Linked DNA regions of Mus musculus: regions 1, 2, 3 and 4 are each linked to region 5. Evidence: chromatin contacts called from public promoter capture Hi-C data. All regions are on one chromosome and are shown on one strand. Each heading gives the region's core, a stretch centred on a gene start, on an enhancer-like site or on the middle of the called end of the contact. The rest is flanking DNA. Distances are from core to core; before and after follow the strand shown. Region 1 holds the start of Pomt1 (protein-O-mannosyltransferase 1). Region 2 holds the start of Uck1 (uridine-cytidine kinase 1). Region 3 holds the start of Prrc2b (proline-rich coiled-coil 2B). Region 4 holds the start of Nup214 (nucleoporin 214). Region 5 holds the start of Sptan1 (spectrin alpha, non-erythrocytic 1).

Region 1 (4,476 bases), core at 1,237-3,736, 2.3 Mb after region 5:
AAGGCTCCTTAGCTGAAGGGTCCTGTGCTCTAGGCTTTCCACCTCAAACCTTTTATAGAAAAGGACTTGGGGGATTGTTCTTTTTGAGGGTCCTTTTGTTTTCCTTTGCTTTTCTTTTGGCCTTCCCTCTGTCTTTCACTTAGACCAGCTATTTGAAAGGGCAGACGATGCTAAAGGTGTACTGTGCAGCTTGTTTAGACGTGATATGGGGAACTTCTTCGGATGGGAAATGGAATCGTGAATTCACCCTCCCTTCCCTCCGGGTCAGTCCCTGTTGTTTCTCCTTTCAAATATGTGATTGTACTAGGTCTTTCCATACGAAAGAACTCTCCTTATTTAAATAAAAAAAAAGTATAAAAAAATAAAGCCAAACATGCTTTCTCAGGCTGTGTCGGTTTTCTATCATCTGGAAGAGTACGGCTGGCGCACTGCTTCCCGGGAGACTGGGAGTGGCCAGAATACCTTAGGGAGCGCAGCACTGTGCTGTGGTGGTGTTCCCAAGGCTCACCTAGGCAGCCATCCCAAGAACAGCTTTTTCTATGACTTTTGCCTTTGTCTTCCATTAATTGGTTATTTTAAAACCTTAAGACAGGATTCGAAAGATGTCCTCGGTGTGGAGGGAAGGCGACTTGGGTAAACGGAGCAAGGTCTCAAGCAATTTAGCAGGGACTAGGACACATGTCTTTCCTTCAGGGTCTCTGAGAAGGCTAAGCACGGAAGGGGTTGCAGATCATACAAATTAATATATATTCAAAGACATTAGTTGGTCTACATGGACATTTTTTTCTTTACACTGGGCCTCAGGAACCCCCTACCACAACAGGCAGCCTGTGGTTAAGGCACATCTCGAAAATGGGCAGCACCAAGAAGCCTTGTCCTCTCTGTGGGCCAACCCATGACCATCCTATCCTGTACTTCCTGCCTGATTGCTATCTGGGTTTCTATAGGAACAAGTGGAGGACTGCACTGTACTTCTGTGGAAGAAAAAATTAGATCTGGGGCAGGAAAGGTCAGGGGGATTCATATAGATAGGTTCAGGCTCAGTCATCACTGAGGCCTGGAACCTAGGTACAGGGCTGTCGGGACATTTTATTTATCAAATGTCATTTGTTAACACTAGTGAAGGGTGGTGTGGATTCAGAAGTCACTGGTGAGCATACAGTTGTAGGCCAGCCAGCATTACAAAAAAAAAAACAAAGTGCCAAAGGCAGTGCATGAGAAATCCCAGTCCCCCAGGCATAAGCCTCTTGCTACAGAACAGGCAAGGGTCTGGGTAGTAGCATCCACTAGCTTTTAAAGCCACATACATACCTCAGGTTTCCAGCAAGCAACACAATTTCCTCCTGAAGCTGAGTGCCCACGAGCTGTCCTGAAGCACCAGCATGACTTACATGATCAGACTAAACTTGGAACCCAAAGAGCTCGCTCTCCAATCTTCTGGCGCCCTTTCTTTGCAGGAACTTGGGTAGACTATGCTTAAACGATGAACAAACAATTCCGTGCACTCTTGACTAATGTATTTTATATGTATCTGTGGTAACTTGACTGCCTGGTGCCAGATTCTCTGGAATTGCGGTTCCAGATGATTCTGAGCTGTCATGTGGATGCTGGAAATGGAATCAAGGACCTCTTTTTTTGTTTTTGTTTGTTTTGTTTTCGAGACAGGGTTTCTCTGTATATCTGTAGACCAGGCTGGCCTCGAACTCAGAAATCCGCCTGCTCTACAGCGTGAGTTCCAGGACAGCCAGGGCTATACAGAGAAACCCTGTCTCGAAAAAAAAAAAGAAGAAGAAGAAGAAGAAAATCCCTAAGGACCTCTTTAAGAGCATCCAGTGCTCCTAACCACTGAGCGATCGCCCAGCCCCATTGCTACAATCTTAAACCGGATGTCACCCAATGCTAAGCTAACTTGTAAAAACTGAATTTTGGCAAAACATCTGGAGTCGGTTCGGGCTTGGCTTGCCATCTGAGCGTGATTGTAATACCCACCCACCTAAAAAGGCATGATTGTAATACCTGCGCTGGGGAAGCAAAGGCAGTAGTTCAAAGCCATCATCCTCTACATAGCGAGCCTGAGACCTTGGGGAGGAGGAGGGACAGACAGCTTGTAGGCATTCCAGTGTGGGAAGAGTTGAGAAAAAGCGATCCACCACTCACACAGCTCCAGGAGGTACAACGCACCCGAGGCTTCAAAGCTCTTACTCCTGCCCGTAAGCTAACGCGCTGCTTAACGAAACCGCTAAAGTAGACGCGAGGCCCGAAACGGAGAGCTCCGAGCACGTGAACAGCTTGTGGAAACACACTGTGCTTTATTAAAAAGGGGAAAGGGAGCCCTAAGGATAGGACAGTCAGTATGCCCAACTTTGATGGCCGGTGAGCACGCCGCGCATGCGCGCCACTACCTCGCGCTCCGGCTGCGCACGCGCGTCTCAGAGTCTGTCGGCCGCGTAGACACAACTAGTTGAGCGTCGATCCGTGGCCGCTGCAGAGTAATCGAGCGGCCTCGCCCCCAACGGTCGATCCTGCCTGGCGGTTCGCAGGCCTGGCTCCACATGGGGAGCCACTCTACGGGACTCGAAGAAACGCTCGTAGGTTTTGGAGTGCCAGATTTGAGAGCCCTCCTGGGGTCTGGGATCCGGCTTAGGGGCGGCGCGCTAGGGACGGTGGATGTTCGGATCCTGGCTGAGCAAGTCGTTTCCAGGGCGGCCTCTTGTAAAAGCCAGAGTGGGAAGAACTGTAGAGAAAGAACGGGCTCGGGGCACAAGCAACTCTAGGAGGAGAGGAATGCCTCCAGAAGAGGGAAAAGTCCATCCAGGTCACTGGGCTATGACAGTGCCCAGAGCTCCTCAGGGTCTTAGTTTTCAACCACATTGGGAAGGGACAGGAGAGGCCACTTCATTCATTAGCAGCCTTGTTCCTAGCAAGTGCCCAGCAGGTGTTTTTGGAATGACTTGTAGAAATGAGTATCCAGTTCTGAGATTCCTGAATTCACCCCTCAGATGTTTTTATGTATACCCTGTGCTTGAACACAACTGTAATTCTCCAACAGGTATGTTCTGGAAGAGTCCTTCTGGTTCTATTAACCCAACCCGCTATGCTGTAAATTCATCGTGACGCCAGGCGGCTTTAGGACCCTGTGGCCTCGTTTGTGCCTTCCCGGGCTGCTGTCCGTTTACTTTAATGGTAGTTCTTTCCCTCTTTTCCAGGGAGTCCTCCCGAGCTGGCTTTTCTGCAAAATGTTAAGATTTTTGAAACGGCCTCTAGTGGTGACTGTTGACATCAATTTGAACTTGGTAGCTCTGACTGGCCTGGGACTACTTACCCGACTATGGCAACTCTCCTACCCTCGGGCTGTGGTGTAAGTAGAGATCGGGGAGGAGAGTCAATGATCCAAGAGTCATTGTAATTAGTGACAGGAATCACCTTGCCGTACAGTGCAAAAGAGAGACATTCTGGGTTTCTTGGATCTCTTGGTGATGGATGTTTTAGCAGTGTATTGCTCAGGGTTCTCTAGAGTAACAACTTAAGAAGAACACTATGTTTGCATGTGTGTATATGTAAATAAATATAATATAGTATACATATATACATATGATTTATTGGAATGACGACTTACTGGCTGCAGTCCAGCTAATCCAACAATCGCTGACTGTGAATGGAAAAGTCCAGGACTCCAGTAGTTTTCTGCTCAGTCCACATGGCTGGGTGTCTCAGCTGGTCTTCAGTATACTCTGGCTTCCCAAAGAAGTGGGCTCTAGTGCCAAGGAAGGAATGGTCTTGCTAGCAAGGCGAGGGCAAGCAGGCTCAGAGGAAAACTTCCTACTTCTGTGTCTTTAAATAGATTTTCAGCAGGTGTGGTGCAAATTAAAGGTGTGTCTTCCCACCTCAAAATCTGGATTAAACTAGTGTTCCTTCCTGCCTTAAAGGTCCAGACGAGAAGTGGATCCATCCATTTTAAGCAAAAGATCTCTCATAGATGTACACTTAACTTCTGGATTGTAGATCATTCCAAATGTAGTCAAGGTGACAACCAGAAATAGTCATCGCAAGCAGTGTGGGTATGGCCCATTTGTCCCCCAGAACAACCACTAGAATACATACATTTTAGGGCTTACCTTATAGGACTATAGTAAGAAAGTTTTGGTCTGTCAGTTTCCAGCCTCACTTTTCCTTAGCCAGTTGAAAGGTGTCGGTTTGATGAATTTGTTCGTAAGGGGAACTATGCTGTTGTTATTGAGAGGGTATGTATATTAGCTAATACAGGCATTCTCTTCTACTTTGTTTTTTTTTTAAATACTTTAAGTTTTTTTTTTTAGATTTATTTATTATTATATATAAGTACACAGTAGCTGTCTTCAGATGCACCAGAAGAGGTCATCAGATCTCATTACAGATGGTTGTGAGCCACCATGTGGTTGCTGGGATTTGAACTCAGGACCTTTGGAAGAGCAGACAATGCTCTTACCCGCTGAGCCA
Region 2 (4,198 bases), core at 1,257-3,756, 2.3 Mb after region 5:
GGTTAGCACACTTTAGGTGCGTGGGGGCAGTTCAAGACGGGTTTCTCTATTTAACAGCCCTGGCTGTCCTGGAACTCACTCTGTAGACCAGGCTGACCTAGAACTCGGAGATCCACCTGCCTCTGCCTCCTGAGTGCTGGGGTTAGACGTGTGCGCCACCACTGCCTGGCAATGGTGTGCACTTTAGTCCCAGCACCCGGAAGGCAGCTCTTTCAGCGGCAGCACAGGGATTTGGGTCCCGTTTTCCTAGTTCACAGGGGAGTGAGCAAGACACACAGGCCAGACTTGGAAGAGAACAGCTCATACGGGCACACCGGGGTCTAGCCTGAGACACATAGGCCAACAGTGCAGATAGCTCCCAGGCGGACAGAGCTGAGAGCCATGCAGTCACCCCAGGGTCTAGCCTGAGACACACTGGCAAACAGTGCAGACAGCTCCCAGGTGGACAGAGCTGACCCCCAATTTTGAGTTTGAATGCATAAAGGCAATACCGGCAGGCAGAACTCCTCAAAGGCTGGTTTCACAAAGGCGGTGTACTGAGTCAGGATCTGCTCCAGGTCCCTTCCTCGTTGCACATCCCGGAGAACTGCAGCAACAGGAACAAGGCACCATCATATGCCATCCTCCTTGGGACTCCTGGAAAACCCCAACCCCAGCCAGGGACCCAGAGGCCCTTACCTCTTCGAGACAGCCTAACATCAGAGTCTGTGTCCACAAAGAGGCGCAGGTGGAACATGTCCCGGATCTCCTGGGTGTAGAATACCAAGATGCCCTCGAACAGAACCACATCAGCTGGGTAGACCACAGTGGTCTCTGGTAACCTGCCAGGGAGAGACCAGGCTAGGCCCTGCTTGATGGCCCGCTCACATTAGTAACAAGGGGCCTGAGTAGAGGACAGTCCATGGAAACAGACTGCGATGGGACCCACCACGGGACTGGGTGTGACAGCCCTCCCAGGAACCACCTGCTTACCTTGAGTGGGTCACAAAATCATAGGTAGGGACCTCGACAGTTTTGCCTTCAACAATGTTTTTCAGGGTCTTGTGCATCAGATCATTATCAAAAGCATCTACAAAAACAGGAGAAGCCCAAACTGCCCATTTGCTCTGGTGCAGCAGAGGAGGAGGACCACCTCTGCCCAAGGGCAGCGCAGCTGGGAGCCAGGGGTGCTGAGGACCCCACAGCACACCCCAGGATGAAGGGTAAGGTTGTCCCACCAGAAACTGGAACAAAGACTTTCTGATTGGCTGACACTGGGGGAAAGAGATCATTTGAGCCTCTGCTCCTCTGTATCTGGCAAAACAAAGTTAAGAGTCCTATTCTCTGACCTTCAGGAGTCCCTAGGAAAGCTTAAACCTTCAGGAACACAGGCCCCTACCAGGCCAGGAAGCTCCAAGGCCTGAGCCCCAGATTAACCTCTGTTTCTACAACTGGCCTCCCTGAAGACTGACTGCCCCGAGACAGCTTGGGGAATCCAAAGGTCAGGCAGGCGGTAGGTAGGGTGTACAAAGGGCTCCTCAGCAACAAGGTGCCAGGCAGAGATTTCAACACATCAAGAAGCGATCCTCAACATCTCCTGGCTCCTCCTTCCTAAGTGGCTCTAGCAAAAATCTTGAGTCACTCCAGGCTCATGGAATTCAGCAAACCCTACCTTTCTGTGGGCCCACTACCAAGGGAAATGAGGGTAATGTTTCACGGAGCCCCATTGCTGCTGCATTCAATCCCCGCCCCCCTTGGCAGTTGGTGTCCAGCAGTTCTCTCTGGACAGCCTCAGTCTGGCACTTTGCATCCTATGTACACATCCCTGGACAGCCTCGGTGGCAGTCTGCATCCAACAAACATCTCCTACAGCCCTGGTCCAGCAGTCTGCATCCATACACATCTCTGTATCTGTCTGGCAGTCTGCAATCTCTGTAGAGCCCATATCTCACAGCAGTTTATCCTCTACCCCCAGCTCTCCAGGCAGACATTCTCCAGGTACCTGGGTGGTCAAAATTGTACTGTCCCTTCAAAGCCTTGGCCTTCTGCTCGGCCGTCAGAACCTTGTAGAAGCAGTCCTGGCTCAGGATGACCAACTTGCGCTGCCGGCGGTCCACTTCGTTCTGTCCCAGCAGCTCCATGATCTTCTCACACACTGTTGACTGGGGACAGAAGGTGCCAAAAGTGAGCTTGTGCACTGAGTGACCCGCCAGCCCCTGGGGACGACCCCCTTAGCTGCTAGCAACAGGTGCCGCGGTTGGGCCAGAGGCAATGGCGCCCCAACCAGCGGCCTGGCAATCCCTCCGCGAGGCCCAGGCGCAGGGCGCTCACCTTGCCACTAGCGGTGCCGCCGCTCACGCCGATGAGGAACGGCCGCGGCTGGGGACGATCGGCCTCGGGCGCGGCGCTCTCCGAGCCGCCGCCTCCCGCCGAAGCCATATCCGGAGCGACGGACATACATTCACCGACTCTGCCCGCTCCCGCCTGGACGTAGTGACGGATGCTGTGCGCATCGCTTCCGGGGACATGAGCGCATGCGCGCATGAGGCGCGGCACTCAAGGCCGTGTCCCTGAAGAGCCTCAGTGACTCCAGAATGACCCCTTTACCTGGAGGCGGGGCCTGGATGGGGCTCCACCTCCCGACGAGACGCACACTCAAGTGCTGGACTAGACCAAGGTCTCCAGCCCACTGACCCCTATTTCCCTAGCACAGCCGAGATCCTGTCACCCACAGGGTTAGGACCGTCCCTGCCTTATGCTTAACCCCATCAGTGCCTCCTGCCACGTGAGAACGTGTCATCCTGAGACACTTAGGAAGACCTCCCTCTCCCTGGCGCATTATTTAAGTATCTATGAATCTGTTAAAATCTCTTGATTTTTAGACAGATTCTTACCGCATAGCCCTTGCTGTCTGGTACTCTGAAGCCCAGGCTGGCCCCAAACATTCTCCTGCCTCAGCCTTCTGAGGGTGGGAGTAACAAGCATGTACCACCATGCCTGGCTTTTTAAAAAAAGGAAATATTTATAATAATTTTATTTATATGTGCTTGTGTGTGTGTTATGGGTCTGTGCACATGACTGAAGTGCCTGGGGAGTGTCAGATCCCCATAAGGCTGTAGTTACAGGCAGTTGTGAGCTGCCCATTTTAAATGCTGGGAACTGAACTCTGGTCCTATGCAAGAGCAGTACACTTTTTTTTTTTTCCACTTTACTTTATATGTATGGCTGTTTTACGTGCCCGTGTTTTTGTACCACATGCTTGGAGTTCCCACAGCGACCAGAAGAGGGAGTCGGTTCCCTCTGGTAGTGAACTTTCTAACAGTTAAAAGCTACCAGTAGGTACTGGGAATTGAAACTAGGCTTCTGGAAGAGCAGTCACTCCAACTCTCACTCCAACTCCAACAACCTGGCTTTTAAATTCTGTTGTTGTTGTTGTTGTTGTTTTGCTTTCTTTATGACAAATGTCTCATTGCGTAGCCCAAGCTGGCCTAGAACTTGCAAAGGAGATACGAATGGCTCTGAACTCACAGTGAGAGACCTCCTGCTTCTGCCTCCTGAGTACTAAGAATAAAGGCGTGCGCCATCATGCCTGGTCTTCAATTCTTCCTGTGAGCATTGATTGCTCCTGACGTTCATTTGCTATGAATACTTAGGGGGTTGAGAAATGGGGTGGAGCACTTACCTGGACGCTGCTGGACTCTCCAGTCTTGCTGCCTGCCTCGAGCAGAGGTGCTGCCAGTCCACCAGCCCAACTGCTTTTATGTCAGCACAGACTTGAAGCACTTGGTTGAGGCCTTAAGACAACCATGGAGTGGCCAGAGCTCCTGAAAGACCCAGCCTCATCCAGGCCTGTTTTAATTTGTACCAGACTTTTCTATCATAAGTCTCTAGATGGCCTGGGCCAGAGTGGGAGCCTGGAAGGAAAGACTGAGAGAAAAGGATTGCTCGTTTTGAAGGAACAGCTTCAGACAGGCTTGTGAGAGTCAGGCGATGAACATGAGACTCAGGACTGCAAGGAACAGCCATGCCACCCAGATGCCACCTAGCTGTCCCTCGAGCCTCTCTAGGCATGGATGTTAGAACTCAGCTTTCCCTCGGGATTCAGTCCAGGATCTCAGCCCGTTAGATGGTGGGCCATCCAGGGCTGGCCTTCTTTTTGTCTTGGTTAAACTTTACCAGAAACACCTTCATAGAGACATTGTCTTTGGGTTTTACTGCT
Region 3 (4,281 bases), core at 368-2,867, 2.2 Mb after region 5:
GTTGCTGGGATTTGAACTCAGGACCTCTGGGAGAGCAGTCAGTGCTCTTAACCACTGAGGAGCCATCTCTCCAGCCATATATATGTTCTTGTTTCTTGAATGTTATTTTTAATTGCTAGGATATCTGGAATAGATAAGGAGAACCTAGCACTGCACAGTAACCTCGAAGGGAGCCAGTCTCTCTCCCAGGCCTTTTGTTCTGCATTCACACGAATACACACCCAAGTGGGGTGGTTTATGTCATGTTTTAAAAAGGGTGAAGTGGCCGGGCAGTGGTGGTGCAAGCCTTTAATTCCAGCACTTGGGAGACAGAGGCAGGCAGATTTCTGAGTTTGAGGGCAGCCTGGTCTACAGAGTGAGTTCCAGGACAGCCAGGGATACACAGAGAAACCCTGTCTTGAAAAACAAAACAAAATAAAACAACAACAAAAAAAGGTGAAGTGTCTATACGGTGCACTTGTTATGGAAGGGAGACCTTGCTGTGGAATGGTGCAACGAACCACTTCTGCCGTACCACTTCTGCCGTACCACTTCTGCCGTACCACTTCTGCGTGTTTCCTGCATGTATCTTGCCACTGGGATCCCCCTCTCCCTCCACACATTCTAACAGGTCAGGACTGTCAGGCTGTCAGGTTTGTCTGTCAAGAGGCTCTAGAGCTCTGGGGGTGGTGGGAGCAGGATCCAAGTTCAGTCCCTCTTCTGAGCCCCCCTCCCTCTCAGGTCTGCATCCCCTGCCTTTTAGGGTGCTGAGTCCTCCCCATTCTCCCCACCCTTTTGCATTCTCACCCCAGAGCTCTCCCTGGGGTCCCCTCCCAGTCTATGTCTGCTTCTTTCAAGAGCCCCTCCCCCACCCATGGAGGAGGCCTTCTCCATGGGTGGGGGTGGTCTTCAACCAGATCCACTCTCCGTTGAGATTCCTCTTCACCAGGAGCCTCTCTCCATGAAGACCCCTCTGATTTGGGACCCCATCTCCATCCATGTATCTTGCTACTGGGATCCCCCTCTCCCCCCAGTTCCTTTACTTTTTCTCCATTTGAGCCGTCCTCTCCATTGCAGCCTCTTTGCACCAGGGCTTCCTCCTTCTCCTGGTTCCTTTCCACCTAGGCCCCTTCTCCATCAAAGTCCCTCTCCACCAAGGCCTCTTCTCCATCAAGGTCCCTCTCCACCAAGGCCTCTTCTCCATCAAGGTCTCTCTCCACCTAGGCCCCTTCTCCATCAAGGTCCCTCTCCACCTAGGCCCCTTCTTCATCAAGGTCTTTCCATTTGGGCCCCTTCTCCACCTCGGCCTCCTCTCCACGTAAGCCCCTTGTCCATCAAGGTCCCTCTCCACCGCGTCCCCTCTCCAGCCGAGCCTCCTCTCCATCTAGGTCCCTCTCTTCCGCAGCCCCTCTGCACCGCGGCCCAGCTCGCTCCCCGCGCTCTCCCTCCTCCTCTCCCCCGCCCTCCCTCCCGGGACAGGGGCGACGCAGCAGGGGGCGCTGCGCGGGCCACCGTGCGGGCGGCGGGCGGGGGCGGCGCGGAGGCGGAGGCGGCGGCGGCGGGGGGCGGGGAGCCGAGCGCGGGCGGGAGGCGGCGGCGAGCCACAGCGCCGAGGCTCCAGCGAGCGCCGAGGAGCGGGAGGAGGAGGAGGAGGCAGAGGCAGGAGCGCAGAGCGCCGAGCCCCGCGCCGCCGCCGCGCAATCCGCCGCCATCCGCCGCCCCCGCGCCCGGCCGCCGCCCGACCGCCATCGCCCGGGCCCGTCGCGCGCGGACGCAGACCAGGTGGGCCGGGGCCGGGGCCAGGGCAGAGGCCGGGGTTGCGCTTTGTCTCCGCGGCGGTGCGCTGCGGCGGGCGCGGGGCTGCGGCCTGGGCGGCCTGCTCGGCGCTCCCCAGCTCGCCATTGTTGTGTCTTCGCGGCCAGGGCGGGAGGACGGCGGGCCGAGCGGGGCTGGGCAAGGCTCGGGGTCGGGATCGAGCCCGAGGGCTCTCCTGCGCCCGGGGACGGCGGCCTTGTCGGCCGGGGTGGGGGACGCGGGACCCCGAGGCCGCCCGGAACCGCAGGCCGAGCGCCGCCCCGGCTCGGGTGGGTTCGGCTGAGGGAAGCGGGGTGGTGTTTTCACGGCACCCGGAGCCGCTGCTAAAAATGTTTAATGATAAACAGGATGTCGCTGCTCGGGGCCTGCCAGATTGATTTTTTTGTTTGTTTCTTTTTCTTCGTCTACCTTTTAAGAGAGAAATGCAGACCTATTGAGATAGATGGTGGGCCTCTCTGGAGAGGATCTGCCTGCATAAAAGTGGACGCTGCTGCTTTCCTTTCTTCTTTGTAAATATCGTGGGGGGATGAAGCCCACTGTTAGGCAAGAATAGGTGTCGCCCCCCTTCCCCAGGCAATGGTGAGCTTGAAGGAAGTGGGAGAAGGGGGGCGCCGATGCTCTCCGGAGTGTGTCATTTGCTAAATGGCTGCCTGGGAGAAACCTTTATAAAGCTGTCTTTTGCAGGGTAGTTAAATTTCACCTACGTTTTTTCTTTCCTGGAAAGGTTAGCGTGTATTTCGGTGTGTTGTCTGTTTGCGTTGTATATCTCACTTGGGTTTTCTGTCCGTCTGTCTGAAGCCTCAGCGCCCTTTCTCAGCAGTACAACCGCAGGGGCTTGCTTTGTATCGTAATGTCTGCACCGTCGTGGTGCAAGCTGGGACCTGAGGGGTACAGGCTGTGGAGTGGGATGCTTGCTGCCACCGAGGGACTACTCAGCCTTCACAGGCAGAGAGGCATGACTTGGCAAGCCGTCGGTGCTCTGTAGTTACTCTGTGCTGTCAACCTAGGACAGAAGGCTGGCCACTTGTGGTGTCATCCATGCTGGGGCATGCCACAGGTGCTGGTTTGAAGTGGCAGCGTTGGAGAAGGGATTCAAAACATTGGGTGATGTAGGACTGCTGGAAGTTCCAGGTCAGCCTGGGCTACATGGTGAAAACCCAACAAAATACCCACATCCGTAGGTACTTTGGTTAGTGCTGGGCCTCAGTGGGGAGGAGGCACGGACTGCGTTAGTAGCCCCCGTCAGAGCAGGGGGTTGTCTGGCTTTCAGTGGGCTGGAATTGTATAGGATGGATAGGAGAAGAGACAGGAACTCGGGAGTCTTGACTTTGGAAGAGAACTGCCCTCCTTGGGGATGGGCAAATAATTGTTCGGGGAGCCTTCAGCTTGTTCAGGCAAGTGTCCCTCTTGGAGCCATGTTCAGGTCCTCTTGAGTGACTTTACCCAAGTCTCTGAGCCCCAGCTCTTGCATCTATAAAATGGGAATAATAAGACTCCTGCTGTATCTCGTGGGAGCCTCCGGTAAGGTTCACAGCAGAGCGTTTCTGTCCTGGGAAGGTGGTAGACATGGACATTCTCGCAGGTTCCTTGGTTTTGTTAGTTCCTTTTAAATCCTGACTTTTCCTCGTGTTGTGGCTTGTGGAATTGGGGACCCCCTGCAAATGCTGTGACCAGCAAATTGTTTCAGGGCTGGCTTAAAGGTCCAGGGGAGCTCAGCTAGATTCCGCTGCTAGTGGGAGACCATGGAAGGGTTTCAGATAATGAATGGGGAGACAGATATTGGTCTCACTCTGTGTGGTGACGTAGGCCTTGGCTCTTGGAGAGCCCTGGTTAACTTGCTGGTTTCCAGTTGGATAGACAGTGACTTGCAGTCTGGGAGGGAGAGGTGTGTGTGTGTGTGTGTGTGTGTGTGGTGTTGCTTCATTTGCCTTAATCATTTGCTGAGTTTAAGGCGCTTCCATGTCCCCTCCAGGGCCTTTTCTACACTTGCCATTTGGCTCATCCTTGCTGTCTGACCTCCCTTGCCAGTCTGGTCCTGGTCTGCCTGTGGCTGGTGGATTAGGGAAGGTTGAAGTCTACTGTCCCTGCCCCCAGGATTGTAATTCCTGGCGGAGCTCGCTGCTCATGTGGGGCCTGCTCTGGTCCTCCCCACTCTTCCGTGGGAAGGAGAGGGTGAGGGAGGGGAAATCCCTGGGCACTTGAGAGTCAAAAGCCTTAGGAGAGTGGAGTTTCTGGAATGGCCGGTCGGAACTGGTTCCTGAGCCTTGGCTTTACTCCGCTACCCTCCATCCTGTTTGAATTTCGACTCTCTCCCACCCACCCGCCCGGTTTCTTTTTCTCAGAAAGATCATTTTATTGTCTTTTAAAGCCCCCCCCCCCCTTTGCCTCACACAGAGTACCAGCTCCCAGCTAATGGCTGTGGGTTGGTTCCATCTCCCTTTGTTCCAGCGTTTAAGATTGATCATTTCAGGGTTAGTTTCTATTTCA
Region 4 (4,245 bases), core at 494-2,993, 2.0 Mb after region 5:
CAGGGCATGGAATGGTTAGCTCCAGTTCGTCCTCTGGTCTCAACCAGTTCAGTTCAGGAGAGAGATCATTTCGCTATGACTGGCTGATTTTCAGCCCTAGGAGCTGCTTCAAATGCACAGTCTAGTTGAAGTTTAAACCCCAGCATTCCTCCCTATAAATATAAAATCCTGTCTACCCTCACCCCATCCTTTGACTTATTTTTCTTTTAAGATTAGCATCTCTGCCCCCATTTCCTCCTGCCTTCCTTCTCTGAGCGGGCTGGGACCTTGGACTGCATTGGGTCCCTATTCTATGTGACAGAGGAAGGAAGAATCAGCCGGCTCAGTGGGTCCACAACTCATGAGCTTACACACCACCTCCATAAAGGAGTGTGCCACTGACCTCTGCAGAGCACAGAAAGAGGCAGTGGTCTGAAGATCAATCTATGGGAAGACTTAAGAATGACCCTTTAATGGAGGAGTTGGCATATATTTCAAGTTGTGTCTGTTGGTTCCAGGGTTTTTAACCTCTCTAGTTAAGGGCTTAGCTTTCTTGGGACATCGGCTGCCTTATTTCTGAAAAAGACCAAATGTAACTGGTGTAACCAGCAGTTTGGGGATTGCCAAGTATGGCTTTGCCCTGTGACTCAAAAGATGTTTGTAAGGTAGATTTGGGTGAGTGCCATTATTGTGTGCATGTGTGTATGTATGGATGGGATGTGGTCTCCTGCAGACTGAAATAAACTAGAGCAATTTATCAGTGTCTTTGTGTTTCTTGGGGACAGCTCTGGGCTCAGTAAATTCAGAAGAGCTAGCTGACAACAGGTACCAAGTAAATGAGTGTGTCCTGGGTCTCCCATGTCCCAGACAGACAGTTGACGTCATCTGATTAAGCCCAAGACCCAGGTCTACTGTTAGCATTTTACAATGAATAGAGGCTTGCACACATGCAACTTGTTGAGAGACTGCATCTGACAGAATGTGCCCTCTGGAGCTGACCCACCAGCTCCAAGTTAGGAACCTCTTTTATAATTCTACTCCAGAAATGTCTTCAACATCAGTCAGTATACGCAGATCTGAATCTTAACCCTTCCTGGCTGAAAGCTATTGGATAATTTAACTGCTTTGTGTGGAATTCTCTTATTACATATTTTTTTCCAGACAGGGTCCCATGTAACTCAGGATATCTAGAGATTGCTATGTAGCCTAGGAAGACCTTGAATTCCTGACCCTCTAATCCCCAAAAGCTGAGATGATAGCCGCGCACCATTTGCGATGTGAAGTGGATATGGCTTATGATCTGAAACGATTGCCTTGAAAACAGTAAACAAAACCGATCTTTTGTCCCTTTTCCTCTCCGTTTTTAAAAGGGTTCTGCACCGGCACACAGTGCAGTCCACCCGCTAACCGAACCTCTCTGTCCGCTCTTCCCAGCAAAAAAGTTCCTAACTTCTCTAAGTCGGAAGCTTCTAAGAGCCCTGCAGGTAAGTGCTACCGGGAAGCATCGAGAGTCTCAGGAAGGCCGAGCGTGCCTCTCTCTAAGGAAGAAAATTAAATAGCGAGGCTGCGCACGCAGCATCCAAAGGAAGGCGGACTCCGGCCCGCGCCTCATGGCCACACCCACTGCGCGGAACCGGCCAATGGGGCCTTGTGGATTGGCAAGCGCGCGACTTCCGAGCAGCCCTCGACTGCCTCCGAGCACACTAAAAACCGGCCTGGGTGACGTCAGTCACGCGCGCCGGAAACGCGCATCTACCACGCGCCGCGGGCGCTGAGGGAAGGAAGTTGAGGCCTGAGCGGCCTGAGCTGTGTTTGAAAGGCCGCGGGTGGCAGCGGCAGCGCCAGCAGCAGCTACTTGAACACCCTGAAGGCGGCACGATGGGAGACGAGATGGATGCCATGATCCCTGAGCGGGAGATGAAGGTTAGAGCCTGGCCGGGGCCTCCCCGCCTGCGTAGTCCTGGAGTTGCCTTGGAGCCTCGCCTCTGCCGGCTGCTCCTGCAGTTCGCAGGGTCGCGATCGCTCGCCCCACAGAGCGTCCGCAGCTCTGCGTGTCGCGGGCCTGAGTTCCCTGCAAGTGCAGGTACCTGTCCTTGCGTGGGTTTGTCCACGCCTTCTGAGTTACCCCAGGTACTCTGATGGGCTGGTCGCCTTACTGGTGACAGCGATTCTTGTTTATTGAGTGAGACGTACTGTCGCCACCGTCGCTGCAGCCCTTACGACCAGCTTAGAAAGAGGAGCGCATTGAAGCCTTGAAAGCAAATGATCCAAAGTCACGTGGCAAAAGCCTTACATCTCTCTTACGATTTAGGCATGGTCTCTTGTAGCTCAAGGTGGCTTCTGGTCTTGGGCTCTTGTCTCTGCCTCCACCTCCCAAGTGGTGGGATTATTGGTGTGCATTACCACAGTTGGCTTAGACGCTCAGTTCTTATTAGCTCTCTATACTTGAGGGTGGTCCAAACTACCTAAAGTGGAGCCAAGAAACACTATCTGCCTTCAAAACCCCTAGTTAGTAGGAACAGGAAGTCAAGTTTGGCACTGGAAATCAGCTTGAACTCATGAGACTAAAGGAAAAGCAAGCGAACCCTAAGTGATCCCCATGCTACAACTTCTGGATACTGTGTTAATAGTTGGCTTATATACTCTGACAGAATGGAAAGGCAGGGGACCGTAGACAGTTGGAAATGAGTGAGTTGCAGGAAGGTGTTAGCCATTTGTGTGACCGGTGAGTCGCTAAAATGCACATGGGTCGAGTGCTCCATATCATGCTTAGAAACAGTGGCTCTTCCTTGAGTCAGCACATGTGCTGAGCCCGGTAATGGGCAAGCTTCATGTTCCTCAGATATGTTCGGGTAGAGAATTTAGAACCACAGGGCTAATAGCAGTATTTTAATTCCTGCCAAAAGCAGAAAGGAGAGGTTTGGGTTTTGGGTTTGTCTGTTGTGTTTGTTTTGTTTTGTTTTGTTTTGTTTCTTTTGTGTTGCTTCATCACACTGGCCCACCACAAAAAAAGCCACCAAGCCCCAGTGGTACAGTCATGACTATTAGGATGATAATATCAAAAAAGATAGATGATTTGTTTCTTTATGAATGGCCAGTGTGGCCTCATGGGGAAATTTGTGTGAACTTTTACCCACCGTATTCAACTGGGATTAAGAGTACTGCTCTTCCAGAGCTCCTGAGTCCAATTCCCAACACCTACAGGGCAGCACACAATTGTCTGTAGCTCTAATTCTCACACAGACACATGCAGGCAGAACACCAATGCTCATAAAAATCTTCCAGTAAATATGTATTAAACATGGACTGCAAGAAAATTAGTATGTGTGGGTGTGCTAGACACCCTTTATGAAGCATTTCATAAGGTTCTGTAGAAATACATTTTCTCTTGTAGCTGTCATATTCTTTTCACTAAAATCCCTAGCTGGAGAGTTAGGAGGTGTGGTGGAGGATACAGATAGAGCTTAACAAAGTGATTACAGATTAACACTTTTTGAGGGTATTAGATCCCCAGGAACTGGAGTTACAGACAGTTGTGAGCTGCTATGTGGGTTCTGGGAATTGAACCTAGATCCCCTGAAAGAGCAGCCAGTGTTCTTAACCATTGCTTCCTCTCTCCAGCCCTCTCTATTTATTTCATTCAGCAAATGTTAATGAGTATTATACCAAGCACCACCAAATACAGAGTCTAAAAACAAAATTGGTGGCCTCAAGGTAATAAGTATATTTTTGTTATCCTGAAATTGCATTTATGGACTATGATAATAGACATGATTTAATTTCTTCCTTGATCTTGTTTCCTATTCTAAAACAGGACTTTCAGTTTAGAGCACTGAAGAAAGTGAGGATCTTTGACTCTCCTGAAGAGTTGCCCAAGGAGCGCTCGAGTGTGCTTACCATATCCAATAAGTATGGTATGCTCTTCGCTGGTGGCACCAATGGCTTGAATGTTTTTCCTACTAAAAGCCTTCTTATCCAAAATAAACCTGGAGATGATCCCAATAAAATTGGTAAGCACGTTCTTTGATTTATAGTGTGCAGCAGAGCCAGGGCTGCAGTAGCATACTAGTCAGTGTATTTCCTTACTAAGACACGATTCTGATGTCAAAATTGTGATTTCTTTTGGCCTTGCAGGGAGCTTCCACTTAGGGTGCCAAAGGCCTTTCTGAGTTTTCTTTTCAGCTCTCTGCTATTGTTTCTGTGAGCCACTTCTCTAAGATGAGAGGGAAGAAGACCTTACTGTTGTGCTCAGTTGAACGTGGGCTC
Region 5 (4,499 bases), core at 9-2,508:
CTCCAAGGAAAATGACTAGGAATGTTCTTTCACCATCATGCCTACAGTCAGAGTAGCTTAGAAGTCACCTTGCAGATCCTAGGCTCAGCAGAAACCAAAGTGCAGAGGACCAGGAAGCTTGGGACTGGGCCTCATCCCAGTTCTGGAGCAATGCCCAGTTCTTTATAATTATTTAAATAGGAGGGTGGCTTGGTAACCAGGAGGCTGATGCCTGGCAGAGCTGCCTGACTACACAGGAATGAGCTGGGTGCTACTCCAATGGTTGCCACACAGCTGTCACCCAAAATGGAGGAAGGGAAAGAGCTTTTGCAGTAGGGGAGCCTGGCTACAGAGTTTAGTTCAGAGCCAGGCCCTGAAAAGGGTTGTGTATAAGAAAAAAATTACAGAAATTGTGTTTTCCTTTTCTCAGAAGTCTAGCACCCACTTGCTTAACGCTTGTGTTCAAATCTTAGGTTCTCTGATTGCTGCTTCGTGCTTGACCTGGGGAGAGAGCTACCTTCTATGTCATCAGGATGCTAATTTGTAAAATGGGAAAGGCAACATCTACCTTGTAAAATAAGAGCAGAGATTAAAAGCCCAAAGCACGTGCGGTGTCAGCTAAACAGCAAAGTTCAATTAATACTGGGGAAAGAAATAGTAATGTCGTTTATCAACTGGGACGAATACACTCTGTCTACTGGCAACAGGAAGATTGCTGAAGAATTCTCCATATCCTGAAATAAAGTCTTACGCCACAAATCAGTCTTTTTTTTTTTTTTTTTTTTCCCTAACCGGGATTTTTTTCCCTACCACCTCCTCAAACACGGATCCTTATATCATCTTTTTTTTTTTTTTTTGGCCCCATCCCCCACCAGAACAGGCAGACTTGGGTCTTCCAGAGCCAAGCCTCCCCCAGAAAAAGTGCAAAGAGGGAGCCAACATTCCAGTGAGATCATCCGAAAGGGACAGGGCGTCTTTCCGGCCAGGGCAGCAACATCCCCAGCCTGACTGCGGCGGCGGGCCCCGCCCTGCCCTTCGCCGCAGTCTCGGAAGGGCTCCCAGGGCGGAGGGGTGCGGCACAGATTCTCTGCAGGGCGGACTGGGCGGGGCAGGATTGCTCGGGTCCCACGCCGCGGCGGGCGGCTGCGGCGGCTGCTCCGCTCTGTGCCGCGCCCCGCACCCCTCGCAAGCGCGTTCCCGTCCTTTACCCCAACCCCCACCACCCCGCCCCGCAGCTTCGGCTCCTTCCGGACGCGCTCGGTCCTCTCCGTACTGCAGTGGAGCAGCGAGTCCCGCCTCTCGCGTCGCCAACCGGGGCACTTCCCTCACGCTCGCGCTCGGCCGCCGCGGGGGCGCGCGCGGCCGCTTATAAAAGCCACAGTGCGCGCGCGCCGCCGTCACTATCCGCTGCGGAGCGAACGGCGTGAGGCAGGGGCCGCGGCGGCGCATCTTTTTCCTCAGCAGCCCTCAGCGCGGCGACCCACGCCCCTCACCCCCAGGAGCCGGTAAGAAAGGGCGGTGGGCGGGAAGGGAAAGGCCGCGGGAGGCCGAGCACCGGAGCGATGTGGACAGATGAGCTGCGGAGCCTCGCGGGCGGCTCCGTGGGCCCCCGCCGCCGCCTTTTGTGGCGCGTGGGCTGCGGGGCGCGGCAGAGCCGGGCGGCGACCTGGAGTGTCACGGTCCGCCGAAGGTACGCGAAGGCCCCTTCCTGCGCCCGCGGCCCCACCCGTCGCGGCAGGTGGCGGGGGGTGGTCCTCGGCAGCACCCACCCGCGAGCGCCCCCGCACCGCCCGTCGCCCGCAACTGCGGCGCTCGCACCTCTCGGAGCCTCCTGTCTGCAGTGAAGGGCTCGCTGACCTTAATTTCATCCTGTGTGGCGGTCCCGGGCCCTCCGGCCGCAGAAAGGCCTCCTTTTTCTTTCCTGGTAATAAATGTCTTTTCTCTCCAGTGCCGACCTGCTCCAGTATAATAGTTAGATGCGGTGCCGCTTGGTTGGAGGAGATCCAAATCCAATAAATAACTTAATAGCTTACAGCTCTTTTCTTTCTATATAAGACATTAAGTCGAAGGCTTCTGGGTTTTTTGTTTTTTGGGGGTTTTTTTTTGGTCAAATTCTACTGCTGTGCCAGTGTGAAGTGATAGAACAGTCTTTTGTCTGAAGCTATCCCTGCAAATTTGATGAAATGCTTCTCCAGGAAAAATTTGATTTTAAAATCCTCTCAGGTACTAGAATTACACACACACATATGCACACACGCGCGCGCACACACACAAACACACACACACACACACACATCAAGAGGGCTTCTATGTAAGTAAGGGTCGGTGTGTTTTAAATGAATGTCCCAGAAAGGGTGAAATCATTTCGAACTGCTACACTTCATAGGGCTTTGTTGACTTTCATCTCTCTGTTTCTGTCTCTGTCCCTCTCTCTACAGGCTCTTACAGTGTAACTCCAGCTGGCCTGGAATTTGCTGAATAGCTCAGGCCGGCCTCAAACTCAGGATTTTCCTGCCTCAGCCTCTCAGATAATCAGGTTTTTCTATATAGAGACCCAAAACATTTTAAGTCGTTTGTTCTTTACCCTTGGTATTTTCAAAAAGCTAATTATTATGACTGTCAAGGAATACAAGAGAAACCAACCATATGAAGTATTTTAATAATGTGTTCAGAAATTGCGTTGTCATAGCAATTGGACTTAAGTAAAACAGAATGTATCAAAGATGGCAGGGTGGGGGTGTCTTGTAGCCAGGAAACAAGAGCTTAAGAATAGCACTAGCAACAGTGAGTTGCATGAAGCCATTGAGCCAAGGTTCCCACTCATACTAAATGTCTTAGATTTTAAAGGTCAAATTGAAGTCAAAGTTGGAAAAAAAAAATGTGCTGCAGTAGATCCCCTGCAGGAAATTAACAATAAGCCTTTTTTAGTAACTGGGTCATTAATTCCTCAAAGGGACCCTCAAAGTGTGTTGACTGTTATCCAGGGACCTAGATAAAAAGGATGGATTTCAAAGTTTGCCCTATACCAGACAAATGTGAAACAGTTCTTATGATAAACCCAAGGCCTGGAGACATATAGATATGCAATTCTATTCCCTACTTTTGAGACAAGATCTTGACCCGTAGCTCATCCTGAATCTATGTAGTTGGGTATAGCTGGTCTTGAACTCATTGCTCCTGCCAACAAGCCTGGCTGCCACCACCCTGGACTTTTACCCCTCTTAAAAGAAAGGAGGCCTTGTTATATGTCTCAGATCCTGGACTCAAGCTTATTTCTCCACCCTTAGCTTCCAAAGTAGCTGGACCTATGGCAGGCAGGAGCTGCTGCAGCCGGCTTATTCTCTGGTAGTGCCTTTAGCCTTGGCTGTATGCTTTGTAGTAATCTAATACTTGGAGAAATCTGATGTCAAGTAATCTAATGAACAGGTTTAAGCAGGGAGAGTCATATTAAGTGTATCTTTTAGTTCCCTGGATTATAATTTTCTATTATTTTTTTCTTCTCTGCTTTCATCTCAAAGGTGGGGCCTCTACAGATACTGAGAAATGGCTCTTAGGAATAGCTACCCGAGTCTGGTCTGTGGAATGTGCACTAAGGACAGAGGCTCTGAGGGCAGCCTGCCTTTGTTACCAGTGCCCACTGCCTATTGGAGAACTCCAGTCTATGCCTCTTGGTCTGCTGCAGCTCGTCAGCTGTGGCCTTACAGGGGAATGCCATGATCTGATGGCTAATGCTTATTCCAGGAATGCAGAGGTCCGCAGAGCTGGCCAGAGAGCCATCTGGCTGGAACAGCCGTGCAGCGAGTGGCACCTTTCACATCTCTTACACATGCTGCTTACACTTGTTTTGAGTAGGAAATAATTGTATTTTGTAAAGGTACTGCACCAGCAAACTAGCCCCAAGGTCAATCTTTGTTGTTTGAATTCCTTACTACACTTAGGCTTTCATGAAATTATCTTTTTACTTAATTACTTTGACAATGCAAATGCCTAAAGCCCCCAAGATCCCTATTTCATCAGAATGTAGATGAGAAGAGGCATATTTATTTTTAAAAGAACATTCAGTATTAAAAATTAATTCTTGGAGCCAGGCGTAATGGCGCACACCTTTAATCCCAGCACTCAGGAGGCAGAGGCAGGGGTATTTCTGATTTCGAGGTCAGCCTGGTCTACAGAGTGAGTTCCAGGACAGCCAGGGCTACACAGAGAAACCCTGTCTCGGAAAAAAAAAAAATTAATTCTTGGGCAAACTGGGGTCTGAGAGAGAGCATGAATTGGCCAAGGCAGCACATTTAGGTGATGGTGATTGTCCATTCCCAGAAGCCTGGGCTCCCTGATTACAGCTCAGATTTCTGGTGGGATTCTGATGCTGGGGCAGTGCCGTTTGATTTTTACCTGTTTTCATGTGTTTTCACAGATTTGTTCTCTTCACTTTAAAGTGATTCTATCCCAGTTGCCCTTAGAAGTGTGTTGTCTTGCTCTTCCCCTTCCTCTTTAGAGTCCACATTCCTTCAACATGTTGT

What was found. Promoter capture Hi-C pulls out the DNA fragments that hold promoters and counts their contacts. Capture Hi-C pulls out chosen DNA fragments and counts their contacts.
Region 1: a contact with region 5 is called in a promoter capture Hi-C map of liver, with 3 times the contacts expected there. The contact joins the promoter of Pomt1 here to the promoter of Sptan1 in region 5. A contact is called at or near these places in 3 of 39 promoter capture datasets (frontonasal cranial neural crest, hippocampal neurons and liver) and 2 of 115 datasets of contacts at active chromatin or transcription factors (astrocytes and embryonic stem cells).
Region 2: a contact with region 5 is called in a promoter capture Hi-C map of liver, with 5 times the contacts expected there. The contact joins the promoter of Uck1 here to the promoter of Sptan1 in region 5. A contact is called at or near these places in 2 of 39 promoter capture datasets (liver and pre-B cells) and 1 of 115 datasets of contacts at active chromatin or transcription factors (embryonic forebrain).
Region 3: a contact with region 5 is called in a promoter capture Hi-C map of adipose tissue. The contact joins the promoter of Prrc2b here to the promoter of Sptan1 in region 5. A contact is called at or near these places in 2 of 39 promoter capture datasets (liver and pre-B cells), 2 of 115 datasets of contacts at active chromatin or transcription factors (astrocytes and stem cell-derived neural progenitor cells) and 1 of 9 other capture datasets (adipose tissue).
Region 4: a contact with region 5 is called in a promoter capture Hi-C map of pre-B cells, with 6 times the contacts expected there. The contact joins the promoter of Nup214 here to the promoter of Sptan1 in region 5. A contact is called at or near these places in 4 of 39 promoter capture datasets (the C10 cell line, cranial neural crest, neutrophils and 1 more), 1 of 484 Hi-C or Micro-C datasets (nephron progenitors) and 2 of 115 datasets of contacts at active chromatin or transcription factors (astrocytes and forebrain).

What each region holds. Positions count from the first base shown.
Region 1 is chr2:32,234,154-32,238,629 of GRCm38.p6, forward strand. It overlaps Pomt1 (protein-O-mannosyltransferase 1), which reads left to right and starts at 2,487. Exons shown (of 20, transcript NM_145145.2): 1 at 2,487-2,588; 2 at 3,207-3,358. The coding sequence starts at 2,553. It overlaps Prrc2b (proline-rich coiled-coil 2B), which reads left to right. Exons shown (of 32, transcript NM_001159634.1): 32 at 1-384.
Region 2 is chr2:32,257,599-32,261,796 of GRCm38.p6, forward strand. Uck1 (uridine-cytidine kinase 1) reads right to left here and starts at 2,507. Exons shown (of 7, transcript NM_011675.2): 1 at 2,311-2,507; 2 at 1,982-2,141; 3 at 973-1,069; 4 at 679-821; 5 at 492-586. The coding sequence starts at 2,436.
Region 3 is chr2:32,149,531-32,153,811 of GRCm38.p6, forward strand. Prrc2b (proline-rich coiled-coil 2B) reads left to right here and starts at 1,618. Exons shown (of 32, transcript NM_001159634.1): 1 at 1,618-1,761.
Region 4 is chr2:31,972,707-31,976,951 of GRCm38.p6, forward strand. Nup214 (nucleoporin 214) reads left to right here and starts at 1,744. Exons shown (of 36, transcript NM_172268.2): 1 at 1,744-1,902; 2 at 3,794-3,989. The coding sequence starts at 1,858. Aif1l (allograft inflammatory factor 1-like) reads left to right here. Exons shown (of 6, transcript NM_145144.1): 6 at 1-736.
Region 5 is chr2:29,964,302-29,968,800 of GRCm38.p6, forward strand. Sptan1 (spectrin alpha, non-erythrocytic 1) reads left to right here and starts at 1,259. Exons shown (of 57, transcript NM_001177667.1): 1 at 1,259-1,484.